Linked DNA regions of Mus musculus: all the other regions are linked to region 3. A link is a contact called in public promoter capture Hi-C data. All regions are on one chromosome and are shown on one strand. Each heading gives the region's core, a stretch centred on a gene start, on an enhancer-like site or on the middle of the called end of the contact. The rest is flanking DNA. Distances are from core to core; before and after follow the strand shown. Region 1 holds the start of Nek11 (NIMA (never in mitosis gene a)-related expressed kinase 11). Region 2 holds the start of Stag1 (stromal antigen 1). Region 3 holds the start of Srprb (signal recognition particle receptor, B subunit).

Region 1 (2,700 bases), core at 10-2,509, 2.2 Mb before region 3:
CCTGTTGAAACAAACAAAAAAAATCAATTGCTGGTCTTTTTGATGGCTATTCTTGGTTGTCAATCTGAGTATATCTAGAATCAATCAAGACCCAAACTGCAGGATACGCTGTTGAGGAACTTTGCTTGATTGGATTATTGGAGGTGGAAGACAGAACTTATATCTAGGCCACACCACCTCATGGCAGCCCATATAGAGATAAAGGAAGAAATCTGTTTTGTGAGGGTCAAGGCCAAAAGTCCTAAGCTATAAAAATGACAACCCAGCATAAGACACATAATGAGCCAATTTTTTTTTTCCTTATGGATAACTAGACCCTTGTTACAGGTCTTGAGTGTAGGGTACATTGGAGAGTAGTTTGAGCTAAGGAAAAACACAGCTTTATGCTTCTAGGATCCCAAGTATACAATTTCAACCTCAACTGGATTCTTACACCCCCTTACTAATGGCCTATCTGGCTAACAACTCATAGGATTAGTATTACTGGTTTCCCCCCTCGCCTCTGGCTTCAAATATCGCTTAGCACGATGCTATTGCCAGCCTTGCCCGTGTTTAAAATCGTGAAAGTTTTGCCAACCTTGGAATTTTTGCATTTTGATTTTTGTGGGGCTACCACATAAAAAAATGCATCCTCCTGAATTTTTTGCCTTTGGTATCAGCTTACATTATTGCACTTGATTTTTTATCTCACCTCAGATCCACCTCGGCCAACATCTCAACACTTTTTAATTCTGAATCGTCATGTCTTTCCCGGTTTGTCATGTGGTTTCTGCGAACTCACTGTAAACTAATGACTTGACCTTGAGCGAAGTAGCTCAAGGAATGCAAGCAAAGGGCAGGAAAAGGTAGGATCTAATTCCTCAACCACCAATCTTCCTACCTCAACCTGCTCCTGCCCTCCGGATCCGCCGGCTGCTTCCGCCCGACCGCCGGCTCACTTCACCAGCAGCAGCAGGTAGGATCCCGGGGAGAAACGGCAGACCCGCGGGTGCGTGGAAGACCGCGAGCGGAAACAGGAAGTGCTGCGAACGACGTCACTGGGAAGCCTGGCTCCGAGAAGCTGAGGGCTCTCCCTGGAGGAGAAAATGCTTTCGGGCCGGGTGGTGGGAACTTGGTGTGAGAGGTTGAGCCATTCCTCTCACACTTGCGGCCGCCTCCTCACCCTGCTCGCTTCGCCACGCCTCGAAGGGTCCGGCGCGCTTCCGTTGGATTGGACGCCGGAACGTCGACTTCCCAGCAGCCCCCGCGCCGTCTCCGTGGCGACGATGTTAAACAACCACGCCCTCCGAGGCAGCGAGCTCTAGGCTGACGGAGGCTTGGCCGGGCGCCGCAGGCTGGGGACCTGTAAAGGTAATGAAAGTGGATCTCTCGGGCAGCCGGGTCCCACAGCCCCTGGACCGCATTCCCCTTCGGGAGACTAAGCGCCCTGCTCCTCGATATACATTCACGCGCTCCGCGAAAAACTTAAGGTTTATTTGTTGAAGAGACAAGTTTTTTCGTTTTACCTCAGGGTTAGAGTTTACTTCTCAGGTCAGATTTAGTTAGCAGAACCTCAGGTCAAAACAGCTTCCTAGTTTTTTGGGTTTTTTGACATGGACATAAACCACTCAGTTCTTACCATCGGTAAACACTTGACTTTCTCTTTACCTGCCCCAGCGGGATGGGTACCCCAGGGATGGTTAGCACAAAGTGGGCGTCTCTCAGCTTTCTTCTAGTTCCTATTATGTTTTCTTTCCTTTACTTGTCTTTGGGTCACATTTGGTATGCTGGATCTTTCTTCGCTCTCCAAACGTTTGCTAACAACTGTATGTCAGCTGTTAGCTAGGCCCCAGGGATACAAGCATAACCTGTGTCCCTAGCACCCAAGTTCATCCTCTGCCCTAGGTTCAGATCCAGCCTGCAGTGTGTGTACATTCCATGGATACCAACTGAGATGAGGGCGACAGAGCTGATTCTGTGTGATGAGCCTGGAGAGGCTGCTCACACACTGCTGGGTTTATTACTCCATTACAAATAGAAGCTTTGGTCCTCCATCTTGAGTTCAGCTCTTTACTAAGTGGGGACTTTAATCGCCTCTCCACATTGAGAATTATTATTAGTGATCTGAAAGGCGACAGAGAGGCCATTTTTTTTTTTTGAACAGCCTAGTTTATCTAGAAATCACCACTTTTATGCCAGTCAAAGAAGCAAACAGAAGGTACCTTTTAGGACCTATTCTTTAGATTCTGCAGATTTTAGTAACGTTTCCTTGAGGAGAGGGGCATTGCTCTCACTGGGACTAGATCAAACCACAGATTAGTACATTATTTAAAGAAGACAAAATTACAAATAGGTTTTATGTTTTGCAGTTTTTTTTTTTCTGTTTGAGTGTCCTTGTAGGTTTTGTGGTAAATGTTGAGCCCACAGGTCAACACTATAACACTATTTTTTTCTCGTTGTTTTAGAATTGCTGAATATGAAAACCTAATGCCAAGGTGTACATAGTATTCAGCGTAAAGTCCTATTTTCATGTAGATTTTAAACAAAAGCACAGTTTTCAATAAAACATTCAACACTTTGATGGAATGGAGTAAGAGTGTGTTTTGTGGAATACTTTCTCATGGGACAGTTCTGCCATTCATAACATTTCATAGCTCCCTCAGGAACTGTGGCTTCACCTGTACTACACTTAGAGTCAGCTAGCTTTAAAACGCAGTCTTA
Region 2 (2,700 bases), core at 171-2,670, 2.6 Mb after region 3:
ACAACCAGAAGAGAATAAACATGCCCCTCATGTTAACACCAACTTCAACAGCAAATAACTCGCTACCACAAACTGCACTATTTGGGGTCTATAGGGCTCCAAAACCACCCCAGAGCTTAACACTCCCAGGACACGACTGTCTGCAATGTGGAAAGAATCAGTAACAATCCTAACGTAGACAGAAGCGGGTGACGTGACAATCCGAAAACCAGAAAATGTTGTGGTCCCTACTACACACAAACAGCACTCGGTTCGGACCCCTCCAAGTCCAGCTCCCAGCACTCGGGTTTCCCAGCTCTTCATCCCGCCCCCCACCTTCAGGGAAGAGGAAAAACAACTTTTATTGGCCTCATCTCCCGGGGGATTGGGAAACTAGCGGGGCAGTGCTCCGGCCTGGACACGTTTCACCCGGAGCTCGGACGGCGGATAGCGGGAAAGCCAGGACTGCGACGTCCCGTCGGCCCAGGTCCTCAGCCCTACCCCACCCCAGCAAAGCAGGGGCCTGGGACAGCAGTCTGGGCTGAGCGACCCCCAGGACCCTCGACAGAAGCGAGCTCCTTGTCATGTGACGCCGCCGCCGCCAAAGCACCGCAGAAACGCAGGGCGGCGGAAGGCGTTCGCGCCAGCCCGCCTAGGCTGGCCCGGGCGCGGGCGAGTCCCGAGAGCCCGGGCGGGGGGGCGGAGGGCGGGCTTGGCGGCGGGCCCGAGCGCGCCACAAAGGCTTCCGCGCTACCGCCGCGGAGCCCGGGCGGGCGGGGGCACCGTTTTCGCGGCCCGCGGGGAGGGGTGGAGGGAAGCGGAGCGCCCGCCGCGCCCACAGCGGGTCCCGGACGCTCGGCCGCCCGCCTGCAGCCGCCGCGCCGCGCCGCGCACAGGCCCGCGCGGCCTCCCTCCCCCGCGCGGGGCCCGCGCCGGCCCGCCCGCCCGCCCGCCGCTCGCCGCTCGCGCTCCCAAGCTCTCGCCCGGCCTCCATCTTGGATCGGCGCTTCCAGCCCCCGCGCCGCTGCCGCCGCCGCCGCCGCATTTCCCCCTTTCCCGCCCCCCGCCGCCGCCGCCGCCGCCCGCGCTCACCTCAGCTGCCCATCCGGGCGCTGTCGGCCGTCGACCTAGTTTCCCCCCAAAAGTCTCCGGTGTGTTATTCCCGAGGTGGGGGGGTGGTTACGGGGTGGTCGCCGGGGGTTCGGGAGCGGGGGCCGCGCCTTCAACGGAGCTGCAATCCTAACCCGCCATCTGGTGGCATTTTCCACACGCCAATGGCGCCGCTGCAGACTCGGGTCCCGACCGCCCTCTGCTGGCCGCGCTGCTCACTGCTCCGCTGACAGGACGGGCCTGCCCGGAAAGGGGAGGGAGCTGAGGCGCGAGCAGGGGCCCTCGGACGGGGCCGCGCGCCATCGCTCGCCTCCGGGGGGCGCGCACGCGCAGCAGCGGCGCGGGAAACGTGGCCTTTTGCGTGGCTGCACCGCCCCCCTCTGCGAGGCTCCTGCTCCGCTCGGCCAATGGCGAGCCGCGGAGACGTCTGGACGAGGGCGCTGTGGACAGCTCCTGGGCCGCCCCAGGCGAGCGGAAGGACGGACTCCGCGGCGCCTGCGCGACCCGCTCGCTGGGTTGCCGCCCGCCATTTTTAGAGCTTCTCCAAGAGCCTGGAAGAAGTCCGCCCCCGGCTCTTCCGCCGAGGCCCCTCCCCGGCGGGGGCCGCGCTCCGCTCCCGCCCTGAGGCTGCCAGCCGCCCACACCCGCCCGTTATCGGGGTGAGCCGTGCCAACGCGCCCCCGAGCCCTGCTCCCTCCCCGGTTAGCGGGAGTCTCCAAGCTAGAATTGAACGCGCGGTTTATTATTATTGATGAGGCGCTTTTTCAGAACGAGGTTGAAAAGGTTTCGAGCACTGGGACGAACCCCCTGCCTGCCGCGGAGCTAAAAGGAAACAGTGACCGCTCCAGGCCGATTGGCGTCGTCCTGCCTCTGTAAAGCAGGTTCTCGCCGAGGTGCAAGCTTTGCATAAGGCGGCAGCATTGGCTAGTTAGTGAGAAAGGAGAAGCTACACGGTGAAGATAGACTCTGCGAGCAATCAGATTCTCCCACAGCCTAGGACTGCTTTCTGTGGTTCTCAAATGGACGTGCGAATAATGGAGCCTAGCCGAAAGGGAAATAGCCAGGCGTAGATCTTGACCCCTTCCTTCCCTGCTGCTCTCTACCTAAGCTGTCCTTGACCAAGGCTCTCCTAACCTTCCGCCTGCTTATTAACTCCGCACTACAAAAGTGAATTCTTGGTCTTGTAGGTCATCAGCCTCATTGCTGACTCAATTTTTTTTTATTGGCAGAGGCAGCTGCATTTTCAATATCTCCTTAGAAACGTTAAACTTGTTTATAGTCTTGAGGGCTGGCTAGCTAGCTAGTACCTCAATTGTCTCTGGAATGTATCCCAAAGGTTGCAAAGTGCGTTCCACATCACTGGAGGAACTTTGGTATGAATTCGTGACAGTCCTTTCAGCAAAGTATCTCGTTTACTAGCCTCTGATTGACTTCCTATTGTGTTCTCTGCAGAGCCTGTTTTTAGCTTGCCTTGTTAAAAGACGGTGCGGGCTCCAAGCCATAGTCATATGTAATTTAATCTATCGAATGTGTGGGACTCTGATAAAGAGCTGATATTCTATCAACATGTTTGTAGTCGTGATCTCAAAAAAATCTCACCTAGTTTAACCA
Region 3 (2,700 bases), core at 96-2,595:
TTATACATAGCCTGTAGCCAGCGACTCAGTATCTGGCGATGGTAAGGCCAACGGAGTGGCCCTCTCGAGTGGGCTTCTTCTCACCTGCCCTCTGCCTTTTGAGGATGTATGGAAATCGAAATCACATTGCGAACCTTCCAAACTCAAACTTTAACATCTTTGTTTCATTTCCTACCCAATCACTCACTGCCACACTAGAGAGGAAGGGAATGTCTCATTTCCTCTCTTCCTGGTACCTGCAGGAGTTGGGGTTTTATGTGGCAGTGCGACATTTTAATGAATTTGTTTAGCCTTTAAGTGACATCGACTTTTCCTGTCATCTCCCAGGCAGACCTGTACTTAAATACTTTAAAATAATGACAGCTACTTAATGACAGAGGCTGCAAATGGCCCTCGAGGCTTGGCCACTTCTGACTCGCAGAGATATTTTTAAATTGAAGCTCACATTTTTTTTTAAATGTTTCGATTACCCGATGAAATCTTAAGTAGAAGAGTTCCCATGAAGATCTTTTATAAATAAGTCCTCTTGAGAAACTGAAAAATGTTGTCTACTCTGGGCCTCTCAAATGGCCTACCTGGTTGAGTAGGCCTGCTTCCTTTGGGTGGGAATGATCAATCTATCGTCGACACCTCCACATCCTCCCGAGCACTGATTTTCCTGATTGCTTTTTAAAATGCAGTCATTTTTTTCCGTGCTGGACGTGTCAATGCAGGACACAGAATTCCCGAGTTTCCCACATGTCATTGGCTTTTACTCAAGCTTCTCTTCCGTGCGTCTTTTTCTGTTTTCTTTAGTTGCCGGTATAGGTTAATGCATCCTCCAAGATTCAGGTCCATCTCTAGCTACTTTTCTCTGACCTCATAAAGGACTTGATGTGTCTTTGTGGATTCTCTGTGACTCCATCACATCTTCGGTCACATCATACTGTGGTAAAATCTCTCATAAATTTCATCCCATGTAACGGCCGAGTAGAAATCCTCACCCTCAAATGAAGTTTTGTAGCCGTTAATTTTGCTAAAAGTCATCATTCTTTCAAAAATCGAAATGAAATGGGAGTAGAGGGGTGGGTTTGACCAAAAGACATCATATTCATTTATGAAATTCTCCAAAGATAAAAAATTAAAATGCAAAGAAAAAAAATTCCACAAAGCTATACATGTCTCAAAGCATGCCGATATGAATACACTCGCTAACTGGGTTGTAGAAACCAAAAAACTCCAACTCCCATCAGGCACTTAGCCGAGATACCCCTAAGGGACTACAACTCCCGTGATGCCCCGCGCCCCACCACGGCGTGGAGCCTAGAGCCACGTAACTTTGGCGGCCCGGGAAGACTACACACCTCTTTCATGGCTTCGGCGAACACCCGGCGAGTTGGCGATGGCGCCGGTGGCGCCTTCCAGCCTTACCTCGACTCCTTACGACAGGAGCTGCAGCAGAGGGATCCGACGCTGCTCTCCGTGGCGGTGGCTCTCCTGGCGGTGCTGCTGACGCTGGGTGAGGCGGCCGGCATTCACGGCGAGGGCAGGGTGGCTCGGCGCCGCAGGCCAGGGAGGCGGACGGCTGCGTTCCCTCTTCTACTACTCGTCTTCCAGACCCAGCAGTGTGGAAAGGGGACGCTGAAGTGACCTGGGTCTTGGGACAGGACTTACATGAGGCGGCCCTGTGCGCTTGAGCGCTGCGGCCGCCATCGTTCATTCCAACTTTGAGCCACTTGTGTCTGAACTGGGCTCTGAGATACTGGGGTACTAAGGTAGAGTAGAAATCCACCAATCAAATGTAGCAAGCCACTAATTTTTCCCAGATCCATCATTCTGTGTATACTTTTAGTCTCCACATTTGGATGAGGGAAATAGACGTGAAAAGGTTTACAGTTGATAGTGGCTGGCGCTCCGTGAGTTCCTAACAAAACTGACTCTAATCCGTGTGACAATGAAAGTAGTCCAGATGGACGCTTTGTTTTTTTGTCGTAAATGCCTACTAATAATGTCTTTAGAAAATGAAGGCTGCCTTTCTCTTCTCTGCAGTGTTCTGGAAGTTCATCTGGAGCCGAAAGAGCAGTCAGAGAGCTGTTCTCTTCGTTGGTCTCTGTGACTCTGGGAAAACGTTGCTGTTTGTCAGGGTAATGCTTTGATTTTCACCTCGGTTAGACTTAAGAGGGATGGGTAAGGCATTTCCGTAGCCCTGTCATCTTGCAGTTTATTTGGTACAGCAAGTTTAGGACATGTTTTTAAAAATATTTTTTTTTCTTTTTAATTATATGTATGTGTGTGGGTATATGCACATGAGTGCCTGTACCTGTAGAGGCCAGATGTGTCAGATTTTGTAGAGTCGGTCTTCAAAGCTGCCTGATGTGGGTGCTGGGAATTGAATTCAGGTCCCTTTGCTAGAAGCAGGATGGGATCTTATCCAACTTAGTTGAGTCTCCAGCCCTGGGAGTTAATTCTTTTTTTTTTTTTAAGATTTATTTATTATTATATCTAAGTACACTGTAGCTGTCTTCAGATGCACCAGAAGAGGGAGTCAGATCTCATTACAGATGGTTGTGAGCCACCATGTGGTTGCTGGGATTTGAACTCAGGACCTTCGGAAGAGCAGTCGGTGCTCTTAACCACTGAGCTATCTCTCCAGCCCCCTGGGAGTTATATAAAAAAGACTCTAGGAAAACCTGTAAAAACACACACACACACACACACACA

The links. Promoter capture Hi-C pulls out the DNA fragments that hold promoters and counts their contacts.
Region 1: a promoter capture Hi-C map of pre-B cells shows a contact between it and region 3, with 2.9 times the contacts expected there. The contact joins the promoter of Nek11 here to the promoter of Srprb in region 3.
Region 2: a promoter capture Hi-C map of pre-B cells shows a contact between it and region 3, with 4 times the contacts expected there. The contact joins the promoter of Stag1 here to the promoter of Srprb in region 3. A contact is called at or near these places in 1 of 39 promoter capture datasets (pre-B cells) and 1 of 484 Hi-C or Micro-C datasets (CD4 T cells).

Annotation. Positions count from the first base shown.
Region 1 is chr9:105,393,846-105,396,545 of GRCm38.p6, reverse strand. It overlaps Nek11 (NIMA (never in mitosis gene a)-related expressed kinase 11), which reads left to right and starts at 1,259. Exons shown (of 16, transcript NM_172461.3): 1 at 1,259-1,350. It overlaps Aste1 (asteroid homolog 1), which reads right to left and starts at 1,184. Exons shown (of 5, transcript NM_025651.5): 1 at 881-1,184; 2 at 1.
Region 2 is chr9:100,642,168-100,644,867 of GRCm38.p6, reverse strand. Stag1 (stromal antigen 1) reads right to left here and starts at 1,420. Exons shown (of 34, transcript NM_009282.4): 1 at 1,072-1,420.
Region 3 is chr9:103,200,710-103,203,409 of GRCm38.p6, reverse strand. Srprb (signal recognition particle receptor, B subunit) reads left to right here and starts at 1,345. Exons shown (of 7, transcript NM_009275.4): 1 at 1,345-1,498; 2 at 2,029-2,123. The coding sequence starts at 1,351.